Regions from separate parts of the Mus musculus genome. Here all the other regions are linked to region 1. A link is a contact called in public HiChIP or PLAC-seq and promoter capture Hi-C data. All regions are on one chromosome and are shown on one strand. Each heading gives the region's core, a stretch centred on a gene start, on an enhancer-like site or on the middle of the called end of the contact. The rest is flanking DNA. Distances are from core to core; before and after follow the strand shown.

The links. Promoter capture Hi-C pulls out the DNA fragments that hold promoters and counts their contacts. HiChIP or PLAC-seq counts read pairs in DNA pulled down with a chosen protein or histone mark.
Region 2: a contact with region 1 is called in a promoter capture Hi-C map of pre-B cells. The contact joins the promoter of Eif4ebp1 here to the promoter of Thap1 in region 1. A contact is called at or near these places in 7 of 39 promoter capture datasets (the 3T3-L1 cell line, 3T3-L1-derived adipocytes, the HPC-7 cell line and 4 more), 1 of 484 Hi-C or Micro-C datasets (Sertoli cells), 4 of 115 datasets of contacts at active chromatin or transcription factors (double positive thymocytes, large pre-B cells, microglia and 1 more) and 1 of 9 other capture datasets (liver).
Region 3: a contact with region 1 is called in an H3K27ac HiChIP or PLAC-seq map of cardiomyocytes, with 6 times the contacts expected there. The contact joins the promoter of Rab11fip1 here to the promoter of Thap1 in region 1. A contact is called at or near these places in 3 of 39 promoter capture datasets (the 3T3-L1 cell line, cranial neural crest and liver), 2 of 115 datasets of contacts at active chromatin or transcription factors (acute myeloid leukemia and cardiomyocytes) and 1 of 9 other capture datasets (adipose tissue).
Region 4: a contact with region 1 is called in a promoter capture Hi-C map of neutrophils, with 4 times the contacts expected there. The contact joins the promoter of Htra4 here to the promoter of Thap1 in region 1. A contact is called at or near these places in 4 of 39 promoter capture datasets (erythroid cells, liver, neutrophils and 1 more), 3 of 115 datasets of contacts at active chromatin or transcription factors (large pre-B cells, pro-B cells and thymic regulatory T cells) and 2 of 9 other capture datasets (adipose tissue and liver).
Region 5: an H3K27ac HiChIP or PLAC-seq map of embryonic stem cells shows a contact between it and region 1, with 4 times the contacts expected there. The contact joins the promoter of Got1l1 here to the promoter of Thap1 in region 1. A contact is called at or near these places in 3 of 39 promoter capture datasets (the 3T3-L1 cell line, hippocampal neurons and pre-B cells) and 3 of 115 datasets of contacts at active chromatin or transcription factors (astrocytes, embryonic stem cells and large pre-B cells).

What each region holds. Positions count from the first base shown.
Region 1 is chr8:26,155,065-26,159,655 of GRCm38.p6, reverse strand. Thap1 (THAP domain containing, apoptosis associated protein 1) reads right to left here and starts at 1,487. Exons shown (of 3, transcript NM_199042.2): 1 at 1,135-1,487. The coding sequence starts at 1,205.
Region 2 is chr8:27,259,020-27,263,790 of GRCm38.p6, reverse strand. It overlaps Eif4ebp1 (eukaryotic translation initiation factor 4E binding protein 1), which reads right to left and starts at 3,464. Exons shown (of 3, transcript NM_007918.3): 1 at 3,241-3,464. The coding sequence starts at 3,382.
Region 3 is chr8:27,172,231-27,176,795 of GRCm38.p6, reverse strand. It overlaps Rab11fip1 (RAB11 family interacting protein 1 (class I)), which reads left to right and starts at 2,150. Exons shown (of 6, transcript NM_001080813.2): 1 at 2,150-2,587. The coding sequence starts at 2,211.
Region 4 is chr8:25,036,258-25,041,486 of GRCm38.p6, reverse strand. It overlaps Htra4 (HtrA serine peptidase 4), which reads left to right and starts at 2,525. Exons shown (of 9, transcript NM_001081187.3): 1 at 2,525-3,096; 2 at 3,449-3,548; 3 at 4,294-4,498. The coding sequence starts at 2,613. Plekha2 (pleckstrin homology domain-containing, family A (phosphoinositide binding specific) member 2) reads left to right here. Exons shown (of 12, transcript NM_031257.3): 12 at 1-2,343.
Region 5 is chr8:27,201,139-27,206,234 of GRCm38.p6, reverse strand. Got1l1 (glutamic-oxaloacetic transaminase 1-like 1) reads left to right here and starts at 3,688. Exons shown (of 9, transcript NM_029674.1): 1 at 3,688-3,863. The coding sequence starts at 3,749.

The DNA.
Region 1 (4,591 bases), core at 238-2,737:
TGAAATTTGTTTCTGTAATCGTTTTGCTATGGATAACTTGCATAATTTACCAGTGGATCTGATTTCTTAGCTATCATCTGCATACAGTCAGGAATTCCTCCAAAACCTAACATAAAACTTGTAACAACAAATTTACCTGCCTAAAAATTGTCACATTTTGTGGACTGTTAGCATTAACAAACACCATCAGTAACGCTAATTCTATGACTTTCTTCTTTCAAGAGAGTATTTTTATTTTTCTCTTTAAAAAGATTTATTTATTATATATAAGTACACTGTAGCTGTCTTCAGACACATCAGAAGAAGGCGTCATTTCTCATTACGGATGGTTGTGAGCCACCATGTGGTTGCTGGGAATTGAACTCAGGACCTCTGGAGGAGCAGTCAGTGCTCTCAACCGCTGAGCCATCTCTCCAGAGTATTTTTCACCCTGGCTTCTTGATTGCTGCACCCACTACAAGAACGAGCCCTGACGGCTGTGGGGGTAAAGCTGGTATTCGCTCACATTAACCTTCACCACGGCAACAGAGTCAAGTGTGTGCTATCGTCTCGTTCTTCCTGTGTGTTGAAAGACAGGGGTTCATCTCGACAATACCAAGAGCCTCCTCTAAAGCCCATGGATGCTAAAGGTTGGTTCTTTGACGCTAGGACTTAAGAGTCCTCCCTGGCATCCCGGTCAGCTGCCCTGCTTCCTTCCCGGCATCCACAGTGAGGTCCGAAACCTGTCCTCCTCCCCCTGTGCGTTCCCAGCTCGACTTCCTCCCTATGTGCCACGGCCACGCCGCGGCTTGGGACGAAGAGGTACGCAGGGCTGCGAGAGGCTTCTGGGCGTCGCTCGCTCGCTTGCCCGCCCGCCGGAAACCCTCCGCGAGCGCGAAGGCGCGCGGTCTCAGCCCCCAGCGGAGGCCAAGACCAACGGAGACGCCGCGCGCCCGGGATGCGCAGCGGGGGCGCGCAGCCACGGGGACGCGCCCCCGTGGGTCCCCGCCCCCGCCGGCCCGGCCCGTCCGCCGCCCTGAGCGCCCGAGCGCCCGCCCCGCCTCCTCCAGGTCTCGCGCGGCCACGCGCCGGGCTCCGCCCCCACCCGCCCGCGCGCCCCTGTCGCCGCGGCCGCGGAGCACGCCAGTTACCTACTTGTGGAAGGAGACGGGCTTGTCCTTGTCGTAGCGGTTCTTGCAGCCGTAGGCGGAGCAGGACTGCACCATCCTTCTGGCCCTCCACACTTCCCTTCGGCCCGGGAGGCAGGCGAAGGGGGCCGTCGGGGTCGCCGCGCTCGGCCTTGATAACGCTCGCCGCTCTCGGTGGCGTCGGTCAGCAGTTACGGGGACGATCACCTCGCCGTGGGGTGGGGGTTGGGGTGGGGGAGTGACTACCCTGTCCGTTGTGGGGTTTGCTTTAGCAGAAGGACCACAGCTGTCGCCCGTCTCCCATCTTCAAGATGGCGGAGGCAGCTTCAGCCTCACCTCTCGCGAGGACTCGGCTCGCCGTCTCTGATTGGCTGAAGGTAACGTTCCCAGGGAAGCTGACCATTGGCTGGGGCGAGGCGCGCCTGTGGGGCGTGGTCAGCAGTGCGGAAGTGGGTGGGCCCTCTGCGCCTTGGCCGGAAGAGAGCGCGTTTGTTTGGGATCCTGACTGCAGTCGTTCTCGTAGTGGTGACTGTCGTTAATTTGTCCGGCGTTTTCTGCTGCAGCTTGATAAAGAACGGCCTGTTGGGTCCGAAAGCCTGCAGGAGAACGTGGAAGAGCTCGTCCCTGGCCATACGCAGTTTTTTTTTAAAGGGGGGGGAACCAGCAGATGCGTGGATTGTACAAACCTGTGGTCCACGTTCAGAATCCAGGTGACCGTCTAACTAGACAACGAGGACAAACGCGCATTTCATTTCCTCTAAGCTGGGAAGGAAGACCTTTTTTTTTTTTTTTAAATGTATGTGAGTACACTGTCGCTGTCTTCAGACACACCAGAAGAGGGCATCAGATCTCACTGCAGATGGTTGTGAGCCACCATGTGGTTGCTGGGAATTGAACTCAGGACCTATGTAAGAGCAGTCAGTGCTCTCAACTGCAGAGCCATCTTTCCATCCCTACAGTGCACTTCTGAACGTTGTTACCTTTGTGTAGGCGCAGCGATTTTTCAAGCTGAAGACAAGTGTTACAGGCTTGACCCTCTGTAGTTTGGAGTGTGTGGCGCATTCTCTCCCTTATAAACTATTTTCTGTACCCTTAAATATTGCTTCTCTTAAGGATCTATTTAGTGGCTACCATCTCTAGAACTTTGACTATTGAACCCACATACCATCTTTTCCTAGCTCGTTTTACTTGAGCACACATGGACTTGCCTTCAGAGTTATCAGGTATATGGTTTAATACATTCGCCAACTACTTAAATCTGAAATCCTGGTGTCACTGAGATAAAACAAAAAAACTAGGCTTTAATTCAGCAGAAAAGAACACTTGTTGCTCTTGCAGGTGACCCGGGTTCGATTCCCAGCACCCACAAGGCAGTTCACAACCATCTATAACTCCAGGCAGCTGGGCACCAGGCACACATGTTGTGGGTCAGAGGACAGTTTGTGGGAGTGGGTTCTCTCCTTCCACCTTGTGGGCTCTGGGACCTAACTCGGATCATTAGTCTTGATGCTAAGTGCTCTTATCAGCTGCTCCTAGGACCCCTTCCTCGAGACTTAGGTTAACCTCATAGAATAGAGAGGTTATTCTCTCACCACCATCCTTGAATTCAAGTACTCACAGTCTCAACTTTTTGTCAGTCCTAGTCTTCAGCTTTCTCTCTGTCCCTCATAAAAACACTGCCAGCCCCTTGTTTATAAAGCTTAGACATCCCAGGATACCTCTGTAGTGAATAAAGTCCAAATTGCTGATGATGGCAGCATAAGCAGCAGGTACTCCTGTGTTTGTACCATCTTCCCCTGCTTGTCCTTACACTCCTGTAACTGCTCAGATAGGCAGCTTTGCTTGGCCTGGGATGCCCGTCCCCTGACTGCTTCATCTTTCCTTAAGATGTATCTTGTGTGTTTTTTTCTGTCAGGTTTGCCTTATACCTTTTTGTTTTGGTGAAGTTGTGTACTTATGTCTGTAATTGTGTGCTGTAACATCTCTGTCTCATCTGACTGGGGTGCTGGGGAGGCTGGCAGCATCTTACTGAACCTGGTAGCCTCAGCAGCTCTGGTTGTCACAAATTAGGAGACATTGAATTAAATGGACCTAGAAACTGTACCTAAATTCGTTTCAGAGAAGTAGCTATATATTAGGAACACCAGAAGAGTGGTTTATTAACATTTTATAGGGTATTGATACTAGGTTCTCTACTTTAGTCCACTGCAAAGAAAAAAAAAATCATGATATGGTTAACAGATGGTACCCCAAAAATAATTTATGTAGTTACCTTAAACTCTGAACACATCATATGGCTTGTTATTTATTGAAAACCTGTTCTGTACTTCTGAGGGGCTATATAGTGAAGATGGGTGGTATAGTAGTCTGCCTTACTAGTTATTTTACTAAGCTAGTGTTCTGTAGTGAGAAGAAGGAGAGTCACACAGAAATTCGAAAAATGCTGGAGGAGGTTGCAGTTATTAAAGATGAGGCTAGGACTGGCCTACTAGAGGAAGCAACTACTGAAAGATTTCAAATTAGCTGTGAGGACATCTTCTGTACCTGGTGCCATGAGGCACGGGAAGCCCACCTCCCGAGGCCTGGGGATCCAGCCTGTTCAAGGAGAAGCAGAAGTGTGTTGGAGTTGCTGAGTGCAGTGGCTTGGGGGACAAGTAAGAGGAGAGGTTAGAGGATAAGAGCCTAAGGGGTTCTGCAGGCTGATGTAAGCTGCTGGTTTACCATGCTGAGGTTCTTGTGCTGAGCAACAACCTGTCTCCACAGTCAGCTTTGAAGCAGAAGGGTGATGCAGGTTTAAATACACTTCAAGTTCAGGCTTGGTAGCACACTCTTGTAATCTCAGCCTTCACAAAGGAAGGGCAAGAATTGTGCTGAGTCTGAGGACTACCTGGTCATAGTGAGTTCTAGCCAACCAAGGTATACAAAGTCAAAACCTATCGAAAAAATAAATTCTGCTGTGTTGAGATGGGAGTAGGGATGTGAGGTGTAACGTGGGCGGTAAGTGATCATTTATCTCGTTCATTAGTTCATTTTCCTATATTATGCCCCCATATGGGCTAGCATGTTATTTACAGAACTGTTAGTGAGGCATATTAGTGTATCTTCATAGAGCTTATTCTATAAAGGGGAAAGTAGAATAAAAGTGTAAATTAAGGGCTGGAGACTTTTTTTTTTTTAAAGTATAAATTATACTAAGGTACCTGAATAAGGGTAACTAAGGGTAGGTATCCCATGCAAGAAACAAACATTTGAATGTTAATCAGAGGATGGAATGGATGAAGGTGAGGAGGAACATTCCAGACACTGGGAGTGTATGTTAAAGCACCAACCTGTGTTTGAAAGTACAGCCAGTAGAAGAGGGCCAGACCCTGGTGGTGGAGCCAGTTAGGAGAAGGCCATGAAGTAAAGATTGAAGGAGCCGAGTATTAGTATGGATGAGATTCAGTGGCCACTGAACCACTTTA
Region 2 (4,771 bases), core at 2,215-4,714, 1.1 Mb before region 1:
TAATATCCTCAGCTGTAACTTCTCCCCTCTGTGTGACTAAGACCTCGGGACATCAAGTCACCGGCATCAGCGTCCAGCCCACCTCCCCTCTTCCCAGCACTGACGGAGTTAAACACTTGGCAGCCACCTCAAGGTCAGCTTCCCAGACAGAGACTTTTTTTTTAATTTCTCTGATAGGGTCTCGCTATGTAGGTCTGACTGACCTGGAACTTATTATGTAGACTGTAGACCAGGCTGGCTTCAAACTCACAAAGATTCTCCTGTCTCTGCACCATTACATTCAACTTTACCCCTTACAAAACAGTGTCATTTACACCTGCCACCCTACCTACCTGCCTGCCTGATTATTAATTAACCTTACCCAGGTACTATGAGGTATGACCACCCAAACAACTTCTGTAGGTTTAGAAGTCAAACATCCATCCTTGGTGGGTGTTCACTAGATCCTGTTTATGACATTGCTAGCAATCTTAAAGACTCCCAGGTTCAAATCTTCTTGTGGGACACTCCCTTCAGAAATGTCCTAGGTTACCAAAGGCTTAATGACCACTGACCAGAGTCCCAGGAATGGAGATGGTTCAGGCCACCTGTTGTGCCCTGGTCTCCAGAGGCAGCTGCTTCAAAGCCATTCTCAGCTGAAGTAGCTTCCTGTAGTATTTCTTCATGTAGAGCTTGCAGCCCCTTACAGGTCAAGTCACATGCCAAGGAGTATAGGAAGCTTAAGTTCAAGAAACCTGACTTTATGCCTGGATATGAGATCTACTTTGCCAGACTCCTAAAGATCTGGAAAGGCAAGGAAAAAAGCCGTGTGTGTGTGTGTGTGTGTGTGTGTGTGTGTGTGTGTATACATATATGTGTATATATGTGTGTGTGTGTGTGTGTGTGTGTATACATATATGTGTATATATGTGTGTGTGTGTGTATACATATATGTGTATATATGTGTGTGTGTGTGTGTATACATATATGTGTATATGTGTGTGTGTGTGTGTGTGTGTGTGTGTGCGTGTATGGGCTTTGTTTGTGTGTTGTTTATCCCTTTCCCTTGTAACTCCTGAGTACTCAAAATGGAATGTGAGCCAATCAAGCATATAATGGTTAGGCAGATGACTCAGTCCTGATTCAAGCTCATGGGCTTTATACGCCCATAGATCCAGAGGACAGAGTAGACCTCAGGGTGATTCACTTGACCTTGAACTCCCAGCTGGCCCCTGATACAAGTAAGAAAATTCAAAAGTTAGATGGATTTGCAGAGAATAGATGAGAGCAAAGAGAAATAGCCCAAAGGGTATTCAACAGCTGTTAACCCCGGAATTACCAACACTCAGTAAGGTGAGGCAGGAGGATCTCTGTGTAGCCCTGGCTCTCCCGTAACTCACCCTGTAGACCTCTGCACTCGGATTCCGTATCTCGTTGGGGTGCTAAGTGATGAGAAACATTCTGGAGCAAATGGGTCAAGCTTCTGCCCTTTAGCAGAGGCGACCTGGAATGAATGGCCTTTGGGAAAAGATCCCACTCCTTAAATTAACTGGCTTTGGCAGAAACAAGCAAGTCTTTCCTCGAGCTATGGACTGTGTGACACACAAACAACAACAACAGCAACAAAAATCTGACAAGGGCCAGCTGGCTTTGGGGACCTGACACTGCTTTCTTTCAGTTAAGAAGCAAATGCTACACTCTAAGGAAACCCCTTCCTCTTCAAAGACAACGGGAACTACCTGGTCTGCCAACGGACACTTCGCAGACCACAGTGAGAAGTGGATCAGAGTGCATTACAAACAGTACTGGCTATTGCTACCCAGCTAACCTGTTCATCCAGAAAGGGACGGGCAAGAGAGAAAATAAACGTTTCCCAGAGCCTTTAGGTCTGTATCGGTGCCTATAAAAAATAAAAATAAAAAATACACCCTGATTCACACCTCGCCTAAAAGGACTCAACTCTCTGTGAAACTTTGTGCTCAACACAAAGTTCTGCGAAAAGACAAAGGGGCAACAGCGTGAACTAAAAAGTGGCCAGCGGGGTTGAAGAACTCCAGTAACGGGAGGCCAGAAGCCTGCAGAAAACTTTTCCTTTGGGCCGTTTCTAATAAGAGGGAGCCGGCTTTCTCCCCCTGCCCTGCTTGCTACTTCTTGCTGAGTGTAGGAACTCAGCATGACGATGCACAACAGACACGTGCTCAAGCAGCGAGGCCTTGGTGCTGTGTCCTGAAGATCACAGAACCCAGTGGACACTGACTGAGCTCCAAGATCCCTTCATCGGTGCCTTGGTTCTGGGATCTGGCTGTGCTCCCTGGTGCAGGGACAGCTGCCCGAGAAAATAGGCATGTGGCCCGGCTGCGCCAGCAGTAGCCCAAGGTTCATCACCGCGCCAGGATTCCTCTTGTTTTTGAGTTGTAAGAGGAGTAGTTGGGGGAGGAGACCGGGGAGGGGAGAAGCGCAAAAGTGGGTGGGAGCGGCGCGAGGATTGGGAGGGAAGTAGTGAGCCACGAGGATTTCATCATGCAAACAGGCGGGTAGGTTTCATCAGCGTCTATACTGGGGCTCCAGGGCAAGCTGGGAATGCCTGGTTCCCGGAGGCCGGCCCCCACCCGCGCCAACTCAGCTTCCTCTTCCTCATCCTCCGCCACTTGGGCCAGTTCAACGCTGTGCCCTGCCCCCCAGGCCCGAGGAACGTGTTGTTCTGCACTACACCAGACGCCGCCCCTGCAGGAATCTCTCTCTTAACACAAGCCACAGGTGGCAGAGAAGCACCCTCAGCGTCCAGCCTCCATTAATGAGCGAGTGTCCAAAGCAAAGAGGGCTGCCTCCGGAAAGGTTAAAAAAAAAAAAAGTGTGCAGGCGTCACTTATTCCAAGGGAGATCAACTAAACTTAATCTCCAGGCCAGCCTCTTTCCCTGATCTTGTCCCACCCCAAACTGCCCTGACACCCACAGAGGTCGCCCTTAAGCACATGGTGGTCCTGGCAGAGTGCCTATCTGTATGCTCAGGGCACTCTGCCGTATCTCCCAGGAAAAGGCTAATAATGCAGGCAGTTTGCAGCCGGGTTCCAGACCACGCTCCACCACACCCAGAAGGCGAGCAACCGAGACGGTGACCCTTCTGCTTTCCCGACGCCCCTCGTCCGTTCTGGCCAGCTACCGAACCCCTCGAATGCCGCCCTCCCCGTCGCACGTGAGACTCCGGATCCCGACGTATCCTCCAGCCCCCCGAGGTCGCCCGTGACCCCGGCCAGCGCCTACCTCCCGGGGTGGTGCTGAAGAGCGTGCCGCCCGGAGTGGTGCTGTAGTCCCCGGGCGGGAGCTGCACGCCATCGCCGAGGGCTACGCGGCGAGTGGGGATGGCCCGGCTGGGAGTCTGGCTGCAGCTGCTGCCCGCCGACATGTCTCCTGCACGCCGCCCACGACCCTCCAGCAACCCCGCGGCACCTCGGCCCAGCCCTTCTCGTGCCCGGCCCGCCCCTTCCGCCTGGGCTCCACGCCCCCTGAGACTTGCGGTCCGCCCGGCCCCACCCAGCCCCAGCCCGCTGCCTGCAAGTGGTTCCCCAGCTGCTGACCTAGGCAGCTTCTGTCCTCTCCAGTGCAGGAACCCCAGTGTGGGCCCCTTGGGTTCCCTGGTTCCTCCCCGAGACTCTGGGAAGATCTAGGTAGGGATGACGGTGGCAGAACTCTCCGATTTGGTGGCAGCGTCTCAGCGCACCAGACCGCCTGCTTTCTATATTAGGATGTGACCTCTCGATCCCAGGCCGATCCTCAGAGAAGAAAGGGTGGGCTGATCCTTCGCCATTCTTAACGTTTCTACAGCTTTTACAGTTTTACAGTTTTTAGGAGTCAGAGCAGCGGCTGCACAGCGCACATTCCTGGACTTGGAAGGAGTAGTGGAAGAGTAAGAGGGACCTAGCCAGCCAGCTAGGAACCGAATATAAATCTGATGAGGAATGGGCAGGATCGAAGCTCTGCGTACTGTGGGCTGGGAGGATTAGAGTTAACCGGTCAAAGATCCGCATAGTACTTGGACTGGGTTCCACTCCAGCACTTTGTCTGGTAGTCACTAGGGAGGGAAGGGAAAATGCATGTCCAATCGGTTACAGTGTCTGTGTCAATCAATCTCCATATGGTAGGAAATGCCTATAATCCCGACCGTGAGGAGGCTGAAGCCCTAGGAGGATCCCAAGTTGACAGCCGAGGGAGGGCCAGAACCCTGTTCTCACTGTTGTCCGGGCTGGCCTGAGAGAACACACTGGGCCACCTTCCTCCCTTTGGGAGAAGCATGTTGAAAGGGGTTTTGCTTTTTGCCTTGTTTGGTTGTTCTAGAGGCCCCAGATTTCCTGGAACTACGATTTCAGGGAAGGGCCTGTTTATAAAGTCCAACATCCAAGTTCAGCATTCAAGTGGTCCACACTTGTCCCAGCAATGAGGAGACTGAAGCAGGAGGATTCTAGCCTGTGCTACCCAGCAAAACCCTGTCTCAGACACAGAAAGAAGAGAGAGAGACTTAAGCTGGGCATGCTAGCTCAGAGAAACTGAGACAGGAGCATTACAGAAAAGCTGAGGGCAGACATGGTTGTGGCGAGTTTGATGCACAGCCTGGGCCAGACATGTTAAGACGCTGTCTTAAACCGTGAAAGAGAGAGAGAAAAAAAAACACGGGGAAGGGGAAGCTTGGAACACAGCTCACTTGGTAGACAGTTTACCACGTATACACTAAGTCCACGGTTAAATCCGAAGCATCAACATAAAAACTGAACGTGGTGGCACTTTGTAAGCTTATAAT
Region 3 (4,565 bases), core at 901-3,400, 1.0 Mb before region 1:
TGCCCTCTTCCACCCTGCCATCTCTCTTAGCCAGAGTCTCTGCCTGACAGAAACCCAAACACATGAGGTCACGCACGCTCGTGGTTCTTTCTCGCCCCACCTCCCTCCCTTTATCCCTTCCACGAGAGAAGAGATGCTACCTCTTGCTCATCCAGCTTGGGGTCAATCCTTGCTTGCTTCTCGTGGAAGCAGCACAGAAAATGTGAGTCTGGGCAACATGACCCATGTCTGTAATCCCAGCCCCCAGAGGACAGAGACAGGACAAAGAGACCTTTGAGATCAGCTTGTTCTCTCTCTGTGTGTGTACAAATAGTAAAAATAAATATTTATAAATTTTCAAATTTTATGTATATGGGTGTTTTGCTTGCAGAGGCTAGAAGAGGCTGTCAGATCCTCTGGAGCTATAGTTATGAGCCACCATGTGTGTGCTGGGAATAGAACCTGGGTCATCTGGAAGAGCAACAAGTGCTCTTAACTGCTAAGCTATCTCTCCAACCCCTGTATATATATATATATATAAGTGAGTGTGGAGGGAATCAGAGCTGTAAACTTCCAAAGCCAATTTGGACCCCAGATGTAGAGTTCATCTAGTAGGGCCCATTGGACAAGCAGGACAGCCAGCTGAGTATAGACAGCAAGGATGGGTAAAGTGAAGGCAGATGGGACAGAGAGCAGACAGTCCCCAGGGGGAAATGAAGGCAAATGGCTGTCACTGGCATGCTCTTCACAGGCACCACCACCTCCCAACTGGGCTCAGTTTAAGGATGCCACTGCTCATAGCCTTCCAGTGAGCTTTCTAGCTCGCCAGGTCTAACACTGATGTATAACTCCAAATCCTGGTGTTCATAATCTGTATGACCCAGCCACCTTGGCAGTCCTATTTTCTCCCCCCCCCCCCCCCCCCGCAAGACTGAGAAGCAGGGAGTTAAACAAGTCACCTGTCTTTCAGGCAGCTATGTCAAGTGGAAATCTGTGACAAGCAGTGAGGTAGATAAGGGACAGCTGGGGCCCCAGGGAGAGAAACTCTCTAGGCTGCAGGTTTGTTTACCCAGAAGTCAAGGAAAACAAAGGGGTGGGACCCAAAAAAGGAATGCCTTCAAGAGTCTAAGTGAGAAGTACCGCAGCTGGCGGTAATTCAACACTGCAGGGGTTCCAGAAGTCGGGAAAGCAGTAGGCTGGTCGACCAGAGGGAGCTCAGTGGAGAGGGAGGGGTGTGTGTGTGTGTCTGGAAACCTTTAAAGTGTTGTAGCGCGGGAGGTGTCCTCAGTTCTAGCATGGGAGCCAGGGCACCAGGGCTCTATCCCCAGCTTTAATGTAAGAACTCGGACGTGTCACATCTTTCCTGAACCTTAAGGCTTTCAAAGTTACATTTCCACTCTGAATAACTCACCATCGGAGATTTCAGCCTTTGAAGGATGACCCGAAACACTCAGGGAAGTCACCAATCTGCTAGACACTGACTGGGAACAAGAAAACCGAGTGGGAGGCCAGAGATGGAGCCCAGAGAGGACGCAAGAGGCTTACGTAGGAAGAAATGGGGAACCGAGGGGTTCGGTTTGGCAACCCCGTTTCCAGTTCCCCCTTCTTGCTCTTCCTAACCTAGCCTCACCCTATGTGGTAAGGGCAGAGTAGCACAGGCTAGTCCCTCACCTACCCTCCGCTTCCCCGACACAGTCTCTCACAACATCCCTGGCTCCCCGCCTTCCTCCAGAGCAGTACCCAGGGGACCAGAGCAGGAGAAGCATCCCTGGAGTGGTGTGGTATAACCCAAGCATAGCTACCACTTTCGGAGCCCTTCCCATAGGCATGCAACTATGCTATAAACTTAAATGTATTACTTTCTTTACAGCAATCCAAGGGGTGACTGTCGCCTCGTTTTACGCAAGAAGAAACTGAGGCAAAGTCTCACATCTGCTGCTAGGCGGATCAGGCTTGCTCCTGTTCCCTCATACGGACTCAGACAACTGGGGACCACTTAGTGCATCATTACTTCTCTGATCCAAAACTCTTCAGGCTGCGCCAGCCCACGTGACCTTTAGGTCCCCGCCTTCTCCGCGAGGCCCGCCCCCAGGGCAGGTGGCGCGCGGGCGCAGGGGGCGTGGTGGGGGCGTGGCCGGAAGCATTAAAGCGGCTCGGGAGCCCGGTGGGCGGTCCAGACCGAGGACAGCGGCTACCTTCTGGCTTCCTAGCCTGGTGCCGCGTCTGCCACCATGTCCCTGGCGGCCTCAGCGGGCCGGGGCCCGGGGACCATGTGGTCCCCTACCCACGTGCAGGTGACGGTGCTACAGGCGCGGGGCTTGCGGGCCAAGGGACCCGGGGGCACGAGCGACGCGTACGCGGTGATCCAGGTGGGCAAGGAGAAGTACGCCACGTCGGTGTCGGAGCGCAGCCTGGGCGCGCCCGTGTGGCGCGAGGAAGCCACCTTCGAGCTGCCTCCGCTGCTGTCCTCCGGGGCCGCGCCGGCCGCCGCCGCCACCCTGCAGCTCACCGTCCTGCACCGCGCGTTGCTCGGTCTCGATAAGTTCCTGGGCCGCGCCGAGGTGGACCTGCGGGAGCTGCACCGGGACCAGGGCCGCAGGAAGAAGCAGTGAGTGGCTGCAGGGCGCGGGGAGTCCAGGGGAGGAAGGACGCTCGGGCAGTGCACCTTGGGGGCGAGAGTGGCAGCTACCGCGCTATGGGAGGATGGCCCTTGGCTCCCCCTCGCCCGCAGGCTCACCTAACCCAGCTTCTCTTCGGGCTGTCAGTTTCCAGCTTTCCCAGTTATGGGGGCTTTTGGAAGATAGGAGAACCTTTGAATCCTCAGGGCGCCCTTAGACCGCACAGCACACTAAGCACTAGATGAAGTTTTGGTGAACTGAAATAATATGCAGGTAGGAGAATTCCTATTAGGTGGGGTATCCGCTTTATCTTGCATGGACGCTCCCCTGAGTATTTTGTTGAACTTGAGAGGCTTTGAGCTGAGAACCCTTGGGCCAGGGAGGGTAGCTATTTGGAGTGAAAGCCTAGGGCCCCCAGAGCTGGACGATCCTGGGAGGACAAGAGTGGGGGAAAAAAACCACCAGCCTGGTGATTGCTGATTCTCATGCCCATCTGATTCGACCCCTCGGAATGAACGCTAGAACAGTTTGTTGTTTGTCTGGGATCTGAATTAGTGGTCGATGATTGTTCCAAGATCTGTTACTGACTCAGTAGAAGTGAGTAGAATAGGTTGTTGCTCTTTGGAGTTTGGTAAATTCTGTCTGGTTCTAATTCCTGGTACCGTGGCTACTCACTAGCCTACCTGTGGCCCCTTAATTGAAGGTTCTGACAGGACATCCTAATTTTGCAGAAAAAGTTAGGCAAACTCCAGTTCACGTTAAAGTCTTTTGTTTGTTTGTTTGTTTGTTTGTTTGTTTGTTTCGAGACAGGGTTTCCCTGTGTAGCCCTGGCTGTCCTGGAACTCCCTCTGTAGACCAGGCTGACCTTGAACTCAGAAATCCGCCTGCCTCTGCCTCCTGAGTGCTGGGATTAAAGGCGTGTGCCACCACGCCCGGCCACTTGAAAGTCTTCAGATTATTTTACTTTATTTTATTTTGTTCACTGGTGTTTGCAAAGGGCACTTTAACCAATGGAACCTTTGATTACGGTTATCTCGTGTACCAAAGAGCTTGGATTAGCCTAACTGGGTACTTTGCTTGACCTTATAGATGCCAGCTCTGTTAACAACCAAACCCCCCTGGGCCGAAAAACATATCCTTATGTTCCTTCCTGGTACTTCAGGTACACTGGGCCTTTTAACTTTGTCTTGGGATGGGGCAGGATTCAGAGGAGCTGAATTTTCCAGGCTAGGGTAGGATCTGTTTCAGCAAGCAATGTTTAGAATTGAAATACCTGATGTCGTTTTTGTGGCCACCGATGAATAGGCATTTCTGAACACAGCGTCTTACAAGCCAGACTGTATCTGCGGAAGGGAAGCCGAAGTTAACTTTATTTCCTCTCTGGATTCAATGCCATTTGCAGGGCTTGACTGCCAGCTCTTCATCTCGCCCCATTCCAAGATGGATGTTCACGTCTCTTGTTTAACTGTTTCTTATATGACTATTTCATTCCCCTTGCAAGATAGATTGCATCTCCATGCTGGAGATGGGGGTTTCCCAGTCCTAGGTCTGACGTCCACTAGCCCCTGACTCATAGCTGGGCTCCTCTGGCTCCAAACACCCCAGTTTCCCTATTTATAAATGGAGCATGCTGCTACCCTTAATTGGTGTTTGTAAAGAGTTGCTGCTTCCTGGATTAATGAAGCCAGGGGAAAGGTTCAAAAGGTCCTGCGCTGCTGTGTGAGGGATGAAAACCTCCTTAAGCTCTCTTTCTTCTCTGTATCCCTCTTCCTCATTTTCTCTAAGGTAACCCTACACCTACATGGCCACTCCTGTTTCTGTCACATGAGCTGCTTACCACTCAGTCACAATATTGACTGGCAGTAAGACTGTGTAAGTCTTACAGTATTGACTAAGTACAGTATTGACTAAGTAAGACTGGGCTTACCGGGTGGGTTTTTATAACTGACATCAGATGTCTTTGCTTTG
Region 4 (5,229 bases), core at 1,276-3,775, 1.1 Mb after region 1:
AGAGACTTAAATGTGATTTTTCCCCCCAGTACTTACATTTTTCATGGAATAGAAACTGGGAATAAAGAAATTGAATCAGAGGATGAATTGTTGGCTAGGAATTTCCTAGGTTCTAGAAGAGTTTAGAAGATTAGATTTCCACCCAAAATTTAGGGTATGGCTTTTCCACTGGGCAAGATACTATTTCCAGTGCCTTTGGGGTCATTTCTATCAGCCTTCAATGAACTGTGCTACCAGAAAATTATGGCCATTTCCTACAGGGAGAGAGGTCATGGCTCATTCCTATCTGTGTAACTTTTATCTGCTAGGTAAATTAACCCTGTTTTTAATTAGAAATTTGTAGCTCTAAGAGACTAGGAGGCATTTTTTATTTAAGCTAGTTAGCACTCTGTGTCCATAGTTAATGCAAAAGCAAAAACAGGCATAAAGCTCTCCGGGTGAGAGGAAGCATGCTCTTTCAAATGTGACTGTGACCCTGAATCTGGTGCCACACTGAAGACTTCTGGGCTCCGTGTGTGGGAGCTGTCCCCCGACTTTGTCTGGCCTTGTGATCCTGATGAAAAGAAAACCAAACAAAAATCAGTGGGCTTCTTTCTCTTTCTGTTCATGATCTTGTGTGTCTCCCATCCCCTAAAAAAAAAAAAAAAAAAAAAACTTTTGTGTGTTTTGGTTTTTCAGGGTTCGGGGATTATTTATTTAGGAGCGAATAAGGTTACAACCTACTTCAAAAGTCAGTGCCCTTTGTCTCTGGTTTCAGCTTAAAATCTTCCCCTAGAAAATTCTTTGGCTGCTCAACAGAATTGCTCAATGTGAAGATGAGGAACGAATGAAAAATAAATCAGGAACTCCTGAAGGGCCTCGAACATGCCCTGGCTCAAGGAAATGAGGTCATCTTTTGGCGTTTAAATTGCAAAATCTGTCTGTCCCTCTCTTAGAAACTGTTGGCTTGGTTATTAGTGCTGCATCAACGGGTCCTTACAGAAAGTTGAGAGGTTTCGGTACACACTCTGAGATCATGTTAAACACAATGCGGTGTATATTATGCAAACAAAGGAAAAGTACAGTTTCAGTGATCCTAACCAGCCCATACATGAGACTTGCAAGTTAGAACATTGTTAATAGCGGTGCCCAGAAAATATAATTATCTTTGTGAAGCCTCAAAACATTTAAAGTCTCAATTCTTGTTTCAGAATTCCCCTTCTGTCTGTATTTACACACATACACACACCCTTTAAATTTGTTTTTTGCTAGAGTCTTGCTACGGAGTCCAGGCTGGCTTTGAACTGATAATCCTCCTGCCTCAGCCTCCTGAGTGCTTGGATTACAAGTCTATGCCACCATATCCAGCCTAGGACAGTATTTTAATGTGAGCCAAAGATGGTGCATAAACCTTTAGTTTTCAAGGTGTGATGGCGTGTGGGTTTGTGGTTAAGCATAGATTGTGGATAAATCCGAAGGGATTTCTGGATTATAAAAGATACTGCATTTCCTGTGTGGAATAAAAGCAGTCTCTGGGGTTGGGTCCTTCTATAAAGCTTCGAAGGTATTGTTCTCTGTAGCTGAAGTATGTCCTATCCATTACTCTTCAATGCTTTGGTGGACTTGCTTACTCGGGTCAGGTGATAATCAGGGGAAAAAAAAAAAAAAGAAGCGTGTGTTTTTCATTCTCCGAACCACACCGAGGATATGGGAGACCGCAAACTAAAGTGGCACCTCTGGTCAAAGTGGCGGAGTGACAGCTCTACTTCCAAGTAGAAGGCTGCCCCTCCGGGAAGATTTAAGGTCCATCGTCCTAGTTTACTGGAAGCAAACTGGTTTGGTTTGGTTTTCCCCTTTCTACACAGGACTTATATGACCCTCTGAGTAAGCAGTGGACTGGTAATTGAGCGGTAGACTTGATACTTGTTTTCAGTGTCAACCAAATAAACAGCTATCTGGTAGCAGACGGCAGTGTTTTTGAAATTAGGCTTCCCATGTCGCCTGTTTAACCTCCTCCCCCACCCCCACCCCCCAAAATCTGTTTTCCTCAGTCCCTCGTTCTCTCTCTGTGTTATTGCCTGCCTGAGTCAATTATAGTCACTTATACCAGGTAGGCGTTGAATCAAGTGAATATTTGGCAAAAACACACAGTGTGACTGCTGGGCCCTCTGTTTATGAAGGTGTGGCATGCCCCGTTTGAGCCAGTGTTTGAGCCGTGAAACACCTCCTGCAAGCACTGAGCTTAGTGCATGGAAACTCCAGCTTCTTACGTTGTGTGAGCTCCTAATTGGTATGTAGCAAAACGTCATTTTCTAAAAACTGGTTGGTTGCTTGTTTTGTAATAAAAACATGTGAAATAGGAAATCTGGTTGTGTGTTTTCCTGGTCAGATCTCGTGGCCGTGGGTGGGTGGTCACGTTTCTCCCTTGCCCCAAGACTGGTTTTTGAGTGGACCCCTCCCTTCATGGCTTTGGGGTGGGTGGCCCTTGTCCTGGGATGGCATGGGTGGTGGGTGATATATGGGTGTGTGTGTGTAGAAGTGAGCCAGACTCTGACCTTTATAAAGTCCGAAGGCTGGCTGAGGCAGCATCCAGGCCAGGAAAAACAGTCGAATCGACGAGGTCAGGGAGCAAGATGAGCTTCCAGCGGTTGTGGGCTGTGCGAACACAGTTTCTCCTGCTGTGGTTGCTGCTACCAGCCGTGCCTGTTCCGTGGGCCGAGGCCAGGAGGTCCAGAGTCTCGCTGCCCTGTCCCGATGCCTGCGATCCCACGCGCTGCCCGACTCTGCCTACCTGCTCGGCCGGCTTGGCGCCGGTTCCCGATCGCTGCGGCTGCTGCCGAGTGTGCGCCGCGGCCGAGGGCCAGGAGTGTGGCGGGGCGCGGGGCCGGCCGTGCGCCCCAAGGCTGCGCTGCGGCGCCCCGTTCTCCCGGGATCCCTCGGGGGGCGCGTGGCTGGGCACCTGCGGCTGCGCGGAGGGTGCTGAGGATGCGGTAGTGTGCGGCAGCGATGGGCGCACCTACCCCAGCCTATGTGCGCTCCGCAAGGAGAACCGAGCCGCTCGCCAGCGGGGCGCGCTCCCGGCTGTGCCAGTGCAGAAGGGTGCCTGCGAGGAAGCAGGTGAGCGGGGCGCGGGCGAATCTCCTGACACTTCTCTTACTTTTCAGAGGGAGATGAAGTGAGTGCTCTAACTTCGCTCGCTCGCGAATTCAGTGGGCCTTCCTTCGCCATCTCTAGGGATTCAACCTGTTGTGGTTGTTCCTGGTGTTCTTGCCTGGTTAATTTTGGTCTCTTTACTGGCTGCCACTGGGCTTCCCTTTCTCCTTTTCTTCCCTCTGGTAGGACAGGGAGGGTCCTTTCATCTCCTGGTCTGGAGAACCTTCAGAGAAAGAGGGACGGGGAGATGCTGGGGAATTTTGAGATGCGACACCTGCATCCAGGGACGCACTCACCGTGGACCGTTTATTCACAGGGACCACAAGAGCAGGGCGGCTCCGGAGAAAGTACAACTTCATCGCCGCAGTGGTGGAGAAGGTGGCGCCGTCTGTGGTCCACTTGCAGCTGTTCCGCAGGTAAAGGTCCCATCTAGGATCAACTACCTCACCTGCTGGTTGCCAGATTTCTGACCATTAAAACCGCTGTGAGGAAACACAGATTCAAAGAGTTGGCTGGGGTGTAGGTGGGCAGTAGAATTCCGCAAAGCCTGCAGGAGACCTGACTTGCTAAGAGTTATTTCGCTAAAGAGCAAAGAGCCAAGCGCAAGGATTCTGGCTTCTAAATTGAAGCTACAGCAGTGCGTATTGGTGACTGGTGTTTCTTTCTCCCCGGTATCCCACAGCAAAACTAAAGGCTGACTGTAGGAGCTAGTAGTGAGCATTTGGTGGGCTTGTTTAGCCTTAGCACTCGCTTGCATGCAAGGAAACCCAAATGGAGAGCAAACTTAGTTTGTTCTGAGTCACAACGCCAGTTGGTAGTGGGAACTAAGAGCTAGATTCTGAGGCTGTGGCAGTAGTGTGAGCACAGGGTTAGCACCAGGTTTGGCCTGTTCGCTGCAGATGACAGACACACAGGTTCCCACACTGATCTAAAGGAGGAGACACCATCCTGGACCCAGATCTCAGTTGTGTTCAGAAAAGATGGCCAGGACGAGCTTCAGGCAGCTCACAAAGCACATGGAAGTGGGTAAGGCAAGAGTAAATGCATGAGAAAACTGGAAACGTAGCTGATAAACGTGAGGCTTCCTGCGACTCACACACAAAGGCTGGATTCCCTGATTTCCCTCCCTTCTGCTCACGCTACTGACTTGTTCCGGAACAGATCACCTCTCACCAACCAGGAAATCCCTTCCTCCAGCGGCTCTGGGTTCATAGTGTCTGAGGATGGGCTCATTGTCACCAATGCCCACGTCCTCACCAACCAGCAGAAGATCCAGGTAGAGCTCCAGAGCGGGGCCCGGTATGAAGCCACCGTCAAAGACATCGACCATAAACTGGACCTTGCACTGATTAAGATCGAGCCAGATGTGAGTACCTGAGAGAGCTGCTGAGTCAGAGCCTTCACATGTGAGGATTTCACAGTTCATGCTGGAATTCTTTTGTAATTCTCACTGTGCCTTTTCTTTGTATGTAGAGTATATGCCCGCACCCTACCCCCAGTATCCCAGCCAGCAGAGGCTACTGCTGCTGCTCCTCCCCCCTCTTCTTTTTCTCTCCCTCTTCCTCCTCTTCTCCTCCCTCTTCCTCTTCTTCCTCTTCTTCTTCTCCTCCTCCTTCCCCTTCCTCTCTTCTTGTCTTCTTCTTGTTCTTCCTCTGTTCTTCTTTCGCCTCTTTTCTTGTTCTTGTTGTTCTTGTTCTCCTTCTCCCCCTCCTCTCGTTGTTGTTGTTGTTGTTCTTCTTCTTCTCCTCCTCCTCCTCCTTCTCCTCCTCCTCATCCTTCTTCTCCTTCTCCTTCTTTTCCTCCTCCCCTCCTTCTCCTTCTTCTTCGAGACCACAGTGATGAGTGATGTGGAAGTTAAAATCTAGAGTATCACTGACCCTCACACCCCCTCTAACACCTCCCTCCGCACTTCTGCCCCTACCTGTTGTGATTCCAAGCTCCCGTCAGTAAATGAAGAACTTAGTTCCCGAAGCTGCGGTGGTACAGACTCCGGGTTCTCTTCCCATAGCTTCTCCCACTTTCCTCTGGCCCCCATCCCTGGCCATGTATAGGAGAGCCCAGAGTGAGGACAGGGATGGAAGGAAAAGCTTATCCTCA
Region 5 (5,096 bases), core at 2,439-4,938, 1.0 Mb before region 1:
ACGAGGTATACACAAATAGATACAGGTAAAAACGCCCAAATACAGGAAGGGAGAGAGGGAGGGAGGAAAAAGAAAAGAAAGAAAAGACCCCACAAAGCACTGGGAAGGCAGAAGCAATAGCTCTGTGAGTTTGAGGCCAACCTGGTTTGCATAGCAAAGTTCCAAGCCAGCCCAGCCACATACTAAGACCCTGGTTTAGGAAGGAAGGAAAGAAGGAAGGAAAAAGAAAAGAAAAAGAAAAATGTTAAGTTGGAGCACGAAGCGTGTTCTGAATGTGCAGCCCCTTGCACCTCACTGAACAGGGCTGGATGTCTTCTCTTCCTTCACATTGTAATATAGGAAATCCTCGTTTCTCTCTCTCTCTCTCTCTCTCTCTCTCTTTTTTTTTTTTTTTTTTTTTGCATTTCAAGGAACAAGAGCTGTTGTTTTGTATTATTAAAATAGCATCTAGCCGGGCATGATGGCGCATGCCTTTAATCCCAGCACTCGGGAGGCAGAGGCAGGCGGATTTCTGAGTTCGACGCCAGCCTGGTCTACAAAATGAGTTCCAGGCCAGCCAGGACTACACAGAGAAACCCTGTCTAGAAAAACAAAAAACAAAACAAAACATAAAACAACAACAACAACAACAAAAAAAAAACAGCATCTAAGTCTATGCAGCAGAGAACGACCAGAATCTTTTAAAATTCTTCTACTTCCACTTCCAGAGAGCTAGAATAATGTGTTTGCCATCGTGCCTGGTTCACGCAGTACTTAGAATTTGAACTTCATGCGTGCTAGGCAAGGACTCCATCACTAAGCTACATACTCAGGCCTATACTTCTAATTTATTTCTTATTTATTTATTTATTATATGTAAGTACACCCGTAGCTGTCTTCAGATGCACCAGAAGAGGGCGTCAGATCTCATCACGGGTGGCTGTGAGCCACCATGTGGTTGCTAAGAATTGAACTCAGGACCTTGGGAAGAGCAGTCAGTGCTCTTACCCGCTGAGCCACCTCTCCAGCCCCTCTAATTTATTTCTTTTGAGATAAATTCTCTTCTAACCCAATCACAGGCTTAGGCCACTACGCCCAATCCAACCCACATTTTTAATATATTGGTATTAGTATGCTCAGACTTCTGATATGAAATGAAACATTTTGTTTTGCTGTACCACGGTGATGGCACCCGAATTATCAGATTTTTGTTTATCCTTTAATATTCACACAGGTTCTAAATACATAGTGTGGTAAATAAGAGGCCATTTGAGCATAAATAAAAATTATATATACATAAAAAAAGCTCTGGTTTAGACAAAAATTCCCCTCCAGAGCAGGCATGTCAGTACATACCAGCACTGGTGAGTGTCAGTACATACCAGCACTGGTGAGGTGGAGGCAGGAGAATTGACAGCATGAAACACAGCAATATCTGGTCTTAAAATGCAAAATGAAAGGAAGATTAGGAAAGAAATTTTTTTGAAGCTTACCATCTGTCCTAACACTGAGAAAGCAAGGCTTTGTTTCCTGAATTCTCATAAATATTTCAAAGGTTAAGATAACCAACTAAGATAAGTGTGACAGTGGTGTTCCTGTATTAGTATTTACTGTGCCAGGTAGCCCTGCCAAGGCCATAGGAAGAAGACCTCCCTCTAGCATTTATTCACTGAGCCAGGATGTTCCCATGTCCTCTCCCTCCTGCATCTCCACCTGCACCTGTGCCTGTGCCTGCACCTGTGCCTGTACCTATGCCTGCACCTGAACCTACACCTGCACCTACACCTGTGCCTGCACCTGCACCTGCACCTACACCTGTACCTGCACCTGTGTCTGCCACTGGAGATTCAGCTTCCAAAGAAATACTAGAGAACAGGCTTCCAGATGGTTTGAGAACGGAGCTGTTGGTGTTAGGTGATTTTCCATTCCCCTAAGTCTTGCTGAAATCCCTTGTCCCTACATTGAAACTCCAGCCCCTACCCCTCACTGCCATTGCCAAATGCAGGTACCCTCCATCACCTGCATCCTGATATTGGGAAAGACATTTTCTAAAGATAAAACAGCTTTGTCTGGACAAATAAGTGCAGAGGGAGAAACTGCAGGCAGGCACACAGCCCCAGCATTTTGCAGTTAACTTTCCATTCCCCATACTTCTCATATAAGCTCCAAGTATCCCCTTCCTGCAGAAGAGTGTCTGTCCCTTGCTATTTTGAGATAAACAGTCCTGCCTGCTCCAGTAAGACTGGTCTCTATCTGCCTTCTGTTTTTCTACTTTGCCTCAGACATCTAACACCAACAGCAGATAACAGTTATATGCCAACACCATGTGGCTAGTGGCCTATTGCTGTGAGAAAGACCATGAGCAAAAGGAACTTGGGGAGGAAAGGGGGTTTTGGGGGCACATATCCAGATCACAGTCCATCACTGAAGCTCAAGCAAGGCAGAAACCCGAAGGCAGGAACTGAAGAAAACAAAAAGCTTGCTTGCTTTTAAAGATTAATTTATTTACTTACTTTATGTATATGAGTACACTGTAGCTGTACAGATGGTTGTGAGCCGTCATGTTGTTTTTGGGAATTGAACTCAGTACCTCTGCCCACTCCGGCCCAAAGATTTATTTATTACTATATCTAAGTACACTGTAGCTGTCTTCAGACACCTCAGAAGAGGGCGTCAGATCTCATTATGGATGGTTGGGAGCCACCATGTTTGTTACTGGGATTTGAACTCAGGACCTTCAGAAGAGCAGTCAGTGGCCTTACCCTCGGAGCCACCTCGCCAGCCCCAAAGTTCTGCTTTCTTACACAATCCAGGGCCACTGGCCCAGTAACGGCACCTCCAAAAGTGGGTTGCCCCCTCCCACATCAATCATTATCAAGACAATGCCACACAGCCCTGCTTACAGACCTAATTACGGGCTGGCCTCATGGAGGCCTTTTCTCAAGCATTTTCCTCAACTTGACGAAAAACAGACCAGCATAAAGTCCTATCTTGTGCAGGTAATTACGGTTGTTGGGAGTTTGAGAGCGCAATGACCATGTCACGCCTGTCCTCTCATCTCAACTGTCCCTGTCCCTTCCTCTAGCTCTTACATTCTTTCCCTAACTTCTATGCTGTTCCCCGTTGAGCTTTGGAGTGGATGATACAAATGGTCCATTTAAATCCGAATATTAAAACGGTCACCTGGTCCTAATACATTGACCAATCCCGTCTCTGCAGTCCCTGCTGCCTGCCCTCCCTTCACACCCACCTTAAATGTATATTAAAAACTGTTTCTTGATAAACTCGGCGTTTGCTCCCTAAAAAAAAAAAAAAAAAATGAAAACAAAATGGAAGAAAAAAAAAAGAGAACACTTGCATCAGAGTGTGACTTGAGCTCTTGATTGACGCTGCTGTGTGCCGTAGGGTGTTTGCTTCTGTTGGGGCAGCCCTGTCTAGCTCACTGGCTGACAGCTTTGTCCTGCTTTCTAGAGACTGACTTGTTATTTCAGGTGAATTGCTCGGGAGCTATAGCCAGCAATGAGTTGGGAGGAAGTGCCTGGGAATCCCATGTGTTTGTTTACTCTTCCCTGTTGCTTGCTCTCCCTGGGCACTTTTCCTCCAGGGCCATGGAATGTTCCTGTACGTCCTGAACATTGCTACCCTGGAGACTGGGAGTCCTGAGGTTCTGTTGCTCTGACAACTCACTGCCCCATAGCCTCGTGCATCAGCGCTGCCAAGGTTCTGGAAGAAAGAGGCCTGAAATTATTGGCACCGCACGTGCTCAACTATGACCAGTCTTTCTGTGTTCAGGGATGTACCCACAGCCCAGAAGCTAGAAGGCAGCTTACTAAAGATCTACAGGCAAGATGGCTATCCCAGCAAGTTGTTCCTGGCCTACAAAGGTAGGAGGCAGTCATTTCAGGGTTTAAGATTTTCTACGTTTCAACTGGCTGTACGTGGGCAGTGTCCCTAGTGGAGGGTTGAAGAATAGCTCACGTCTCTGCTGCTGGAAAGGCTTTCGTTTATTAAGGGAACTGCCCAGAGCAGAGAAGATCAGTGAACAACCCGAGTCACCTCATACCTGTCGGGGACTTTTGAGAGGAATCAAGTTTTCTTCCTTCTCACCCAATCCTTTTTTTTTTTTTTTTTTTTTTTTTTTTTTTTTTTAATCTGCTTCTTCATCCCCTCTAGTTCCTCCCAGTTCTCTCCGGTGTTCTTTTGTTTTGTTTACAGTCCCATGTAAATTAGACTAGCCTTGAACTCACAAAATAGCTGCAAATGATCTTGGGCAGATTCTGGTCCTGCCTCCACCTCCCGAGGACTGGAGGCACCACCTTGCTTCTCTCTCCTCCCTTCATAGGTTTCTGTTTGTGTGTTTGTTTTGTTCTGTTTGCGTTTTTTTTAATTGTATGTATGTGTATGAGAGAAAGAGAGAAAGAGAGTATACATGTGTACATTCATGCAAGTGTTTGAGACGGTAGCCAGGAGGCATTGATTTCTCTCCAGAGCTGGATTTACACGTGGTTTTAAGCTGCCTGACAAAAATGCTGAGAACTGAATGAGTTCTCTCCAAGAGCAGTTTGTGCTCTTAACCACTGGACCAACACACACACACACACACACACACACCCTGGCTTGCATAATTCCCTATCAAATAAACCAGGCATGGCACATGCCTGAGCTCTCAGCCCTGAGAGGTGGATGATCAGATGGTCAAGGGCACTCTCAGCTACATAGAAAGTTCAAGGCCAGCCAAGGGGTGCTTGATACTAGAGGGCAAGAAAAGGTGACAAAGAAGAGACATGCAGAGAGAGACAGAGACAGACAGAGACCTTCATATATAGAAATCAGGCCTTGACATCATGAAATGCCTAATTCATTTTGTATGTAAATCTTAACCTTTAAAACTCAAATGAAACAGTTTCAGCTGGCTTTGTTGTTGTCTGTTTTGTTTGTGGGGTTTTTTTGTTTTTGTTTTTTGTTTTTGTTTGTTTTGTTTTGGTTTTGGCTTTGAGAGGTTATCTTGCTTACATCTCTGGATCACCTGAAACTCACTCTGCACCAGGCTTGCCTAAAACTGATCCTCCTGCCTCCACCTCACCCCCACCCAGTGCAGGGGTGACAAATATGGGCCT